Linked DNA regions of Siniperca chuatsi: region 2 is linked to region 1. The links are chromatin contacts, called in public Hi-C maps. All regions are on one chromosome and are shown on one strand. Each heading gives the region's core, a stretch centred on a gene start, on an enhancer-like site or on the middle of the called end of the contact. The rest is flanking DNA. Distances are from core to core; before and after follow the strand shown.

Region 1 (3,537 bases), core at 421-2,920:
CCATGTAGAAAAATGACAATGGAGAAAAGAAGACGAGACTAACAGAGAAGGATTAACTCAAGACCTGTCATGATGTAATTTTTACATGTGGTCAAATGCTTGTTGCTGTATCTGTATGTCCATTTTTATCTTGTTCAGTTCATGAGCATTTGGAATAGTATCTGGTAAAGTTATTAAGGTCTGAACTATCTGCTGCTTAAACCTACTTCTGCATTAAAAGTATCAGAAAAAGTGCATATTTGTGCACTTTCACACTATTTATGTTTAGTAATTTTATGACTCTGATGTAAGGATTTACAAGATAGACAATAATGTATTCATCATTCACATTGATGTTGATCAAGATTAATGATCAAACTAATACATTTCTTAGGGGTCAGATAACTTTGACTCGTCACCATTAAGTGTGCACCAGATGGAGCTGTTTAACCTGGTAAAGATTAGCCACAGGTATATAGACACTGGTGGGGCTAAAGTTTTCAGCTCACCAGGCAAGGCTCATTTACTCAATGAAACTTATTTTTGTATCCCGTATCACCTATATCCTACAGCTGACTTAAAACTGTCCATACCTGATATGATGGCATCTGTGGGTACTGAACCATTATGCTTTGCATTTGTCCTCCCATGCCTGCCCTCTGGGAATTGAGCAGACCAGGGTTTTGGGGCTGCTGCACACCCATCATGCCCTGGTAGCTCGGCTGCTGGCTGGGCATCATGGTCTGGAGACCTGATGACAACAGACAACAATTGGAGGAAAGATATTAGAGTAGGGTGATAAAGGAAGAGTACAAGACAGGAGACAAAAGAGAAGGAACTATCAAGAAGGATAGTTGGGCCTTTGCCTTTGAGGGGAAAATCACTGTATAAACAGGACAGAAGTAGAGTTGACTTCAACAAACACAGACCACAGCAGTTTTCAGATTATGGTGCTATGAGTAATCTTTGCTCAAAGGCCAAAACTGAGGCAACTTGGACGATGGCACACAAAAACACAAATTTCTCTGTACTACCTTTATACTTTTTTTTAGGTTTATATACCATGCCTTGATTTCATAAAAAAGTGGATGTTAGTAGCACTTTATTTGCACAAAATCAATGGTTTCACAATACATATGTATTTGTAGAGGCACTCTGAAGCCAAACACACCATTTTTCCATAAATCATTTTCCAGGACCAAGTTTTTCTTGACAATACAGGACAGCACTTGCTCCTAAACATCAGTCATATAATTTACCGGTAGGCCTAGTATTGACTCTCAAGTGCCTCAAGTTCATTACAGGTGACGGCTACACCCATCACTGCTAACTGTACAATAAGGTCATCTGGACTCCTCTTTTTGTTAGACCTGATCAGCACTGCTTTTTTTTTTTGTTTTTTTTATAACTTAGAAAGCACCACTCACACTTACACTTTCTTGAATTGTGGCAGTTACAATACTCACTCCAAACACTGGCTTATACGCCAGGTCCCTCATATGAACATGTTCATATGAACAACATCATAAGGTGTGTGTTATTGTCAAAGCATTGTTTAACAGGTGGTATTTTAGTGGGTTGTTACCATAGACTGTATAAATTATGGATGTAGTCTCCGTGACATCACCCATAGGTTTTTGAAGAGCCACTGTGAAGCTCAGTGCTGTGGTTCCGGCTGACACCATCCTGGCAGTGCCTGAATCTGCTGGCTCCCGGCTAATCCAAAAATGGGCAAAGAGGTGGAGTGTGGATGGAGCTGAGGTGGGCGTAAAAGAAGCCTTGTTTGCTAAACCCAGCCAACTGTGATGGCACCCAGCTGTCACACAAAGCGACCATGTCTTTAATTATGCATAACTTTAGGCCTCAATATAATTTAAGCGGATGAGTTGTCATGAACGGGGAAACTAGCTTTAGAGACCAAAACAGTATTTTTTTGGTCTTTAACATGGGAGCTTCTGGAGATTGACTCGCTTTTGGAGCCAGACTCAAATGGCCATTTAAGGTACTGTTTTTGGCACTTCCGTGTTGGCTTCATTTTCAGCCTCTGAGGTTGCTGCTTGGTTGTTACATGCACCTCCTAGTAGCCGATAGCTGTATTGATGTAGATGAATAAAATCTTATTTTAATTTTAAGTTCAATTTACCTTTGTCAAACAAATAACTACTAACACAGCAAAAAAAAAAAAAAAAAAAAACAACTCAAGAGTTAAAAGAAAAATGAGAAAGGGTCATTTTTAACACAGCAGATCTCTGTTTCTAAAAACAGGCTCACTTAAGAAATTTGTTCCAATTTTGGATGCAACTTGGGGTAGAGTTACACTCTCAGAAGTTGATGGTTGGACCTCACTGCTCCTTTGACTTTCTGCCACTGTTGCCTGCCTGCCAGCTTCAGAATTTGGGGTGGGAGGTTGATTGATGAAATCAGTCATTCGTGGCTCACTGACTTGAAGTGACCTTCTTGTGTCCCTGTCCTTTGGCATGGCTTTTATCAGCAGACGTGCCCATGTTGCCTACATCAAATGTTTTCTTGCATGTCTTGCAGTATGCCTGGTGTACATCACCTGCCACATGTCCTATCCAGTCCCTGAACTCAGGATTGTCCTTCCATTCCTCCTTAAACATACACCTCCTTGACATTCTGCCCTGCCTCACTCACTTCTGTAATTAGAAATAAATAATCTGAATTAACCATTATATCATATTTTCTACTAAATGTTCTATTGCCATGGCAAAGTTTCACATAGAATTAAGTGCAAAAATCTAAATTTGAAGAAACTGAATTGCATAATCTGTACATTTTCAACACACACAGACACACACAGACAATTAAAAAAAGCCTACATCTATCCAAGTTACAGCCATGTCTAGTCTTAAGTGAAAGAACATAGTAATATATTGAAAAAATGATTGTAAATATTCAAGTGTCATACTTGTCTATCGTCTTTCAGTTGGTTAGAAAGTGTCTTAAGGCGGCAATCTTATAATCGCATGCAGGACTCGATTGCGCCTTTGACAGCTCTGGGAGCCTAGACTGGAGTTGAGACAGCTGAACTCAAACTTACCGGCTGGCTGACATTAGAATATGTCATCAAGTAGTTTAAGTCAAAAGATCCGGTTCACCCAAACATTAGCAAAACACTCCAGTTTCATTAAAAGACTTCCGTGGTAACATTTGCTGCTTTATGTTGACGGCGCTGGCCGCCACTATTCTCTCCCTCCGCAGCCTAGTAAATTGTAGGCCACCCAACTTTCAGTTAGCTATTTTGCCCCAACAAAACCAAATGAAAACCCATCAGCATAACGTTAGTCAGCTAGCTAGCTGGCTAATTTCCACTGGGGTTCTCTGAGAATTCCGCTTGTGGCGCTGGAAAAAACAGACTCAACCCCAAAAAGATCACTGCAAGTCCGTTCCACTCTGCATTTGATTTGAACAGCTAGACTGACAGACATGGGAGCCAAAATGAAAAGGTAGCATTTTTCCATTTTGCGTCTGGTAAACCTGCTTTGAAGTGTCATACTGCGCAGCTTATACTACCAACAGTGGAGTCTCAAACAAAAT
Region 2 (3,612 bases), core at 1,093-3,592, 58 kb after region 1:
ACCAATGCTAATATAATGGTGCTGCTAGCTTGAGTTGGTTCACTGCGACCCCGACTGTCAAAATAGCGCCGCGTGAGGAGAGCGGCATGAACGTTAACGATAGTTAGCAAGCGCTGAGGAGGAAGGCAGTCAAATCTATTACAGGAGTACAGCTAAATAACAACAAAACGCCAAAGAATAAAAGGACACAAATTAAAGAAAAAAGAAACAAAACGCTATTCCCCCTTCTCGGCTCCGGCTTGTGTGTGTGTGAGTGTCAGCGTCACGTTTTTTTTTTCTCTCACCGACAGTTTACGTCAGCGGCGTTCTTCACAGGCGCAGGAAGACGTTCAGGATACAGTAAACTTGTTTATGCATCATCAAACGTTACTGGCCACAAAATGTACAACTTTTGTCTATGAATATATGTCATTAAGGTGCCATTCCTGTCTCCGGTTTTGACAATATTCATCTTTGGTTGGAAAGCAATGAAGGTTTATTGGCATTATGACCTGTTAAACCACTGCAGTATTTTATGAAGGCACATTTTCCTACAGAATATCTCCCACATACCTGGTGTAATCCATCTAATACATGTAGAATATCAAAATATACATACTTTATATTAACATTACCAGTCTAACATTGAATGATTATGAGTTTTAATCTTATTTTTCAACCTTCCTTAGGAAATAATGCATGTTCATGATTCGGTTAACAACATTCTTTACTTTTAATTTGTACACTTGTATTTTACACAGTATTTAAAGGCACCACTACATAAGTAAAGTTTGTTGTAGTTCCTAAAATTCCCCACATGTAGGCAGGCAAGTACTTCTTTACCATAGTAAGGCCTTGTCGCTCAACCTCATATTCAACCCTAAGGCAAAAAAACACAAACAAAAACAACATACATATTCACTATGAGTACCATTGTTATAACTTGTATATCTCAATGATACACTTTACAGTTCTGGACAAGTTTTGAGAAAACTTGACTGTCAATACAGCTTATAGCCTATTAGCTATATCTGTCCATGTGGAAGTTATTTTGAAAGTCATTCCTTTTCCGGGGGTGCATATCTGTACGGCTCCTTACCCAAGTTTGAGTTGGTTGAGTTTGAGTTTGAGTTTGAAATGGTAGGCTATATCTTATTAGCAACATGTTACTACATTCAGTAGGTTAACTATAGTGTGCAGGTCCACACTACAGAAGTAATTTGTTAAAGTAGCATTCTTGACATTGCTTAAAAACTAATGGCTACAGAACCCATTATGTATATTAAGGTATAAATTAGGACATTGTATGTCAGCATGTGTGCTGTCATATATCTAGGGCAACCATGCCATTTCAGCAGATTCACAGTGCAAAAAGCCTACGTTAAAGCTCAAAAGCTGTGCAATTTTGATGAACTGGTCTATTTCGGATTTGATTTTATGCATAAAATACCCTGAGAACCCAAACAGACAAGACATGTACGGGCAATTACATGACAGAGAGTCGTTCTTCTTCCTTTCTCTCTCTCTTTCTCTCTCACTCACTCACACACACACACACACACACACACACACACACACACACGTGGCATAATTTTACAGTATGATATTATGCCACCTTGTAGAGAACATGACAGAGCGTGTTTCAGATACGGTGCTGTAGTCCACGCCTCATAGCCTCGAGCACTCTTGCAAATGTTGAACTACAATTCAGTTGTGTGGTGGCTATTCTGAAACTGGGTTAAAGGGCACTGCATTTCAACTTTGATCGGAAAGAATTATGGCAGGTTGCGTATCCTGCTCAGTTGCCCTGGTGAGGACAACGCGGCACAGAAACTACCTGTTGTGATAAACGTAGGTGACGACCTCATTATATCCGGTTCATTCTAAAGTATAACCAATCACTTTTAAACCGACGTCTTTGTTAATGCAAAGCAGAGAGTGGAGTCTTATACCAGGTGTGTCATTGACGGAATTTTATTGATTCCTGTACTACTAATCGTCCCTTCTCCGTGTTGGTGACTGTCAGTAGCCTAGTGAGGGCGCGTGTTTTGCGTGTGTTGTGCGAGTGCGTGTGTTGTGTGAGAGAGCAGGACACACGGATGCTTTGCCAGTAATTTCCTCGGTGCCCCGATGCGCTCATTGGTGCGTCCCTCCAACGTGTCACCAGTTTTGGTGGATTACCCCAGATATCTTTACCATCAGGAGGGTGAAACACCACTCATTTCTCTCAACTCCTGTCTTCACGGTGTCCAGCTGCCAACGAGGACCTCTGACATTTGGGGAACTTGTGACTTCCAAAGAACAACTCAGGAAAAAGGATTTGAAGACTTTTATTTGTTCTTTTACGCACGCCGAGCACAAAAATGCATTTATTTATTTCAGAGTCAAGCATGATGCCGTCTTTTTCATTCCCAGCGTTTCTGCTTTTGGCACCCTTGTTGTTGAAGGGTCTCTGTGTCAGTGGCTCCCCGGGCTGCGCGTCCTGTGGCTTGCCGGCCATGGAGAAAGACGCAGAGCAAAGGCTGATGATAGAAATCGCCAAGCAGCAACTTCTGGACAAGCTGCACCTGAAAGAGAGACCAAACATCACTCAGACGGTGCCCCGGGTGGCGCTCCTCACAGCGCTGCGCAAACTGCATTCGGGGCGCGTCAGACAGGATGGTACTCTTGAACTAGAAAACAACATACCTACCAAAGATCAAGGCTATGAAATAGTGAGCTTTGCAGATATAAGTAAGTTTGGTATTCACCTTTTACACGGTTTTTCCCCCCTGTGTGGCACTAAAACACCATATGAGCGCATTTATGTGAGCTTTAGGCGTGTCAGTGCGTAAAATGCACACAAACTAGGGTTCCTTGTTAACTACTTTAGGTTGTTGTACTGTTCCATAAAATGTGGTAAAAGTTTAGGATTGTTGTATCTGTCAACAATTTTTTGATTTAATCATAAAATGTCTATAGGGCTTGTTGCAAGCTTACATTAAGGGTCATCCATAACAAAGGTAAAATGCTTAAAATAGGTGGAAGTAGACTGACATGTCCTTTATTTTTACAAGAATCTGTAGCTTTACTTTTCAAGCATGGTTTAAAATGACTCCCCCTTTGCTTATGTAACACAATCTCTAAAATTACCAAAGTATTAACAGTCTGTGTTGTTCTTCTATAGATGAGACAGAGAATGGTGATAAGGCCAACCTCAGTCTTACCTTCCAGTTTCTGCAAGAACGTGGCCAGAGTATCCAGGTCCTCCAGTCTTCTCTGTGGGTCTATGCTCGCTCCTCTGAGGACCCTCACAGAGACTCCCGCCTCTCTGCCCGGGTTTTCCTCTCTGCAGATGATCGGGTGTCAGGCACAAACCGCACCCTGGTGATAGAAAAGATGCTGGAGGTCCAGGAGAGTAACTGGCACACTTTCCCCATCACCCGCACCATGCAGGCCTTCCTGGATGGTGGCCAGCACCGGCTGCGGCTGGAGGTCAGCTGCTATGAGGATGGGAAGAACCTTTGCTCCCTGGGTGGCTCTGCTAGCTCCCCCAACCAGCCCTTCCTGGTGGCCCAGGTACGTCTCCGTGATGACAACTCCAAACACTTAGTCAGGAAGCGCTCGTTACGTTGTGGTGATGATGTAACCGTG

Evidence for each region. A called contact is a pair of places that touch in the nucleus more often than the background predicts.
Region 2: a Hi-C map of liver shows a contact between it and region 1, with 1.8 times the contacts expected there. The contact joins the promoter of LOC122865460 here to the enhancer-like site in region 1. A contact is called at or near these places in 2 of 3 Hi-C or Micro-C datasets (liver and skeletal muscle).

What each region holds. Positions count from the first base shown.
Region 1 is chrLG2:12,596,396-12,599,932 of ASM2008510v1, forward strand. It overlaps LOC122861363 (R3H domain-containing protein 2), which reads right to left. Exons shown (of 26, transcript XM_044165750.1): 19 at 573-730. Among protein-coding and RNA genes, the nearest start is that of LOC122887580, 19 kb to the left of the region's middle. Within about 2 kb of position 1,671, the one cell type or tissue checked has an H3K27ac peak away from gene starts, as active enhancers do. A contact at or near this core is called in liver, where this site is marked.
Region 2 is chrLG2:12,653,731-12,657,342 of ASM2008510v1, forward strand. LOC122865460 (inhibin beta B chain) reads left to right here and starts at 2,343. Exons shown (of 2, transcript XM_044173915.1): 1 at 2,343-2,712; 2 at 3,146-3,612. The coding sequence starts at 2,343. LOC122861363 (R3H domain-containing protein 2) reads right to left here and starts at 283. Exons shown (of 26, transcript XM_044165750.1): 1 at 3-283.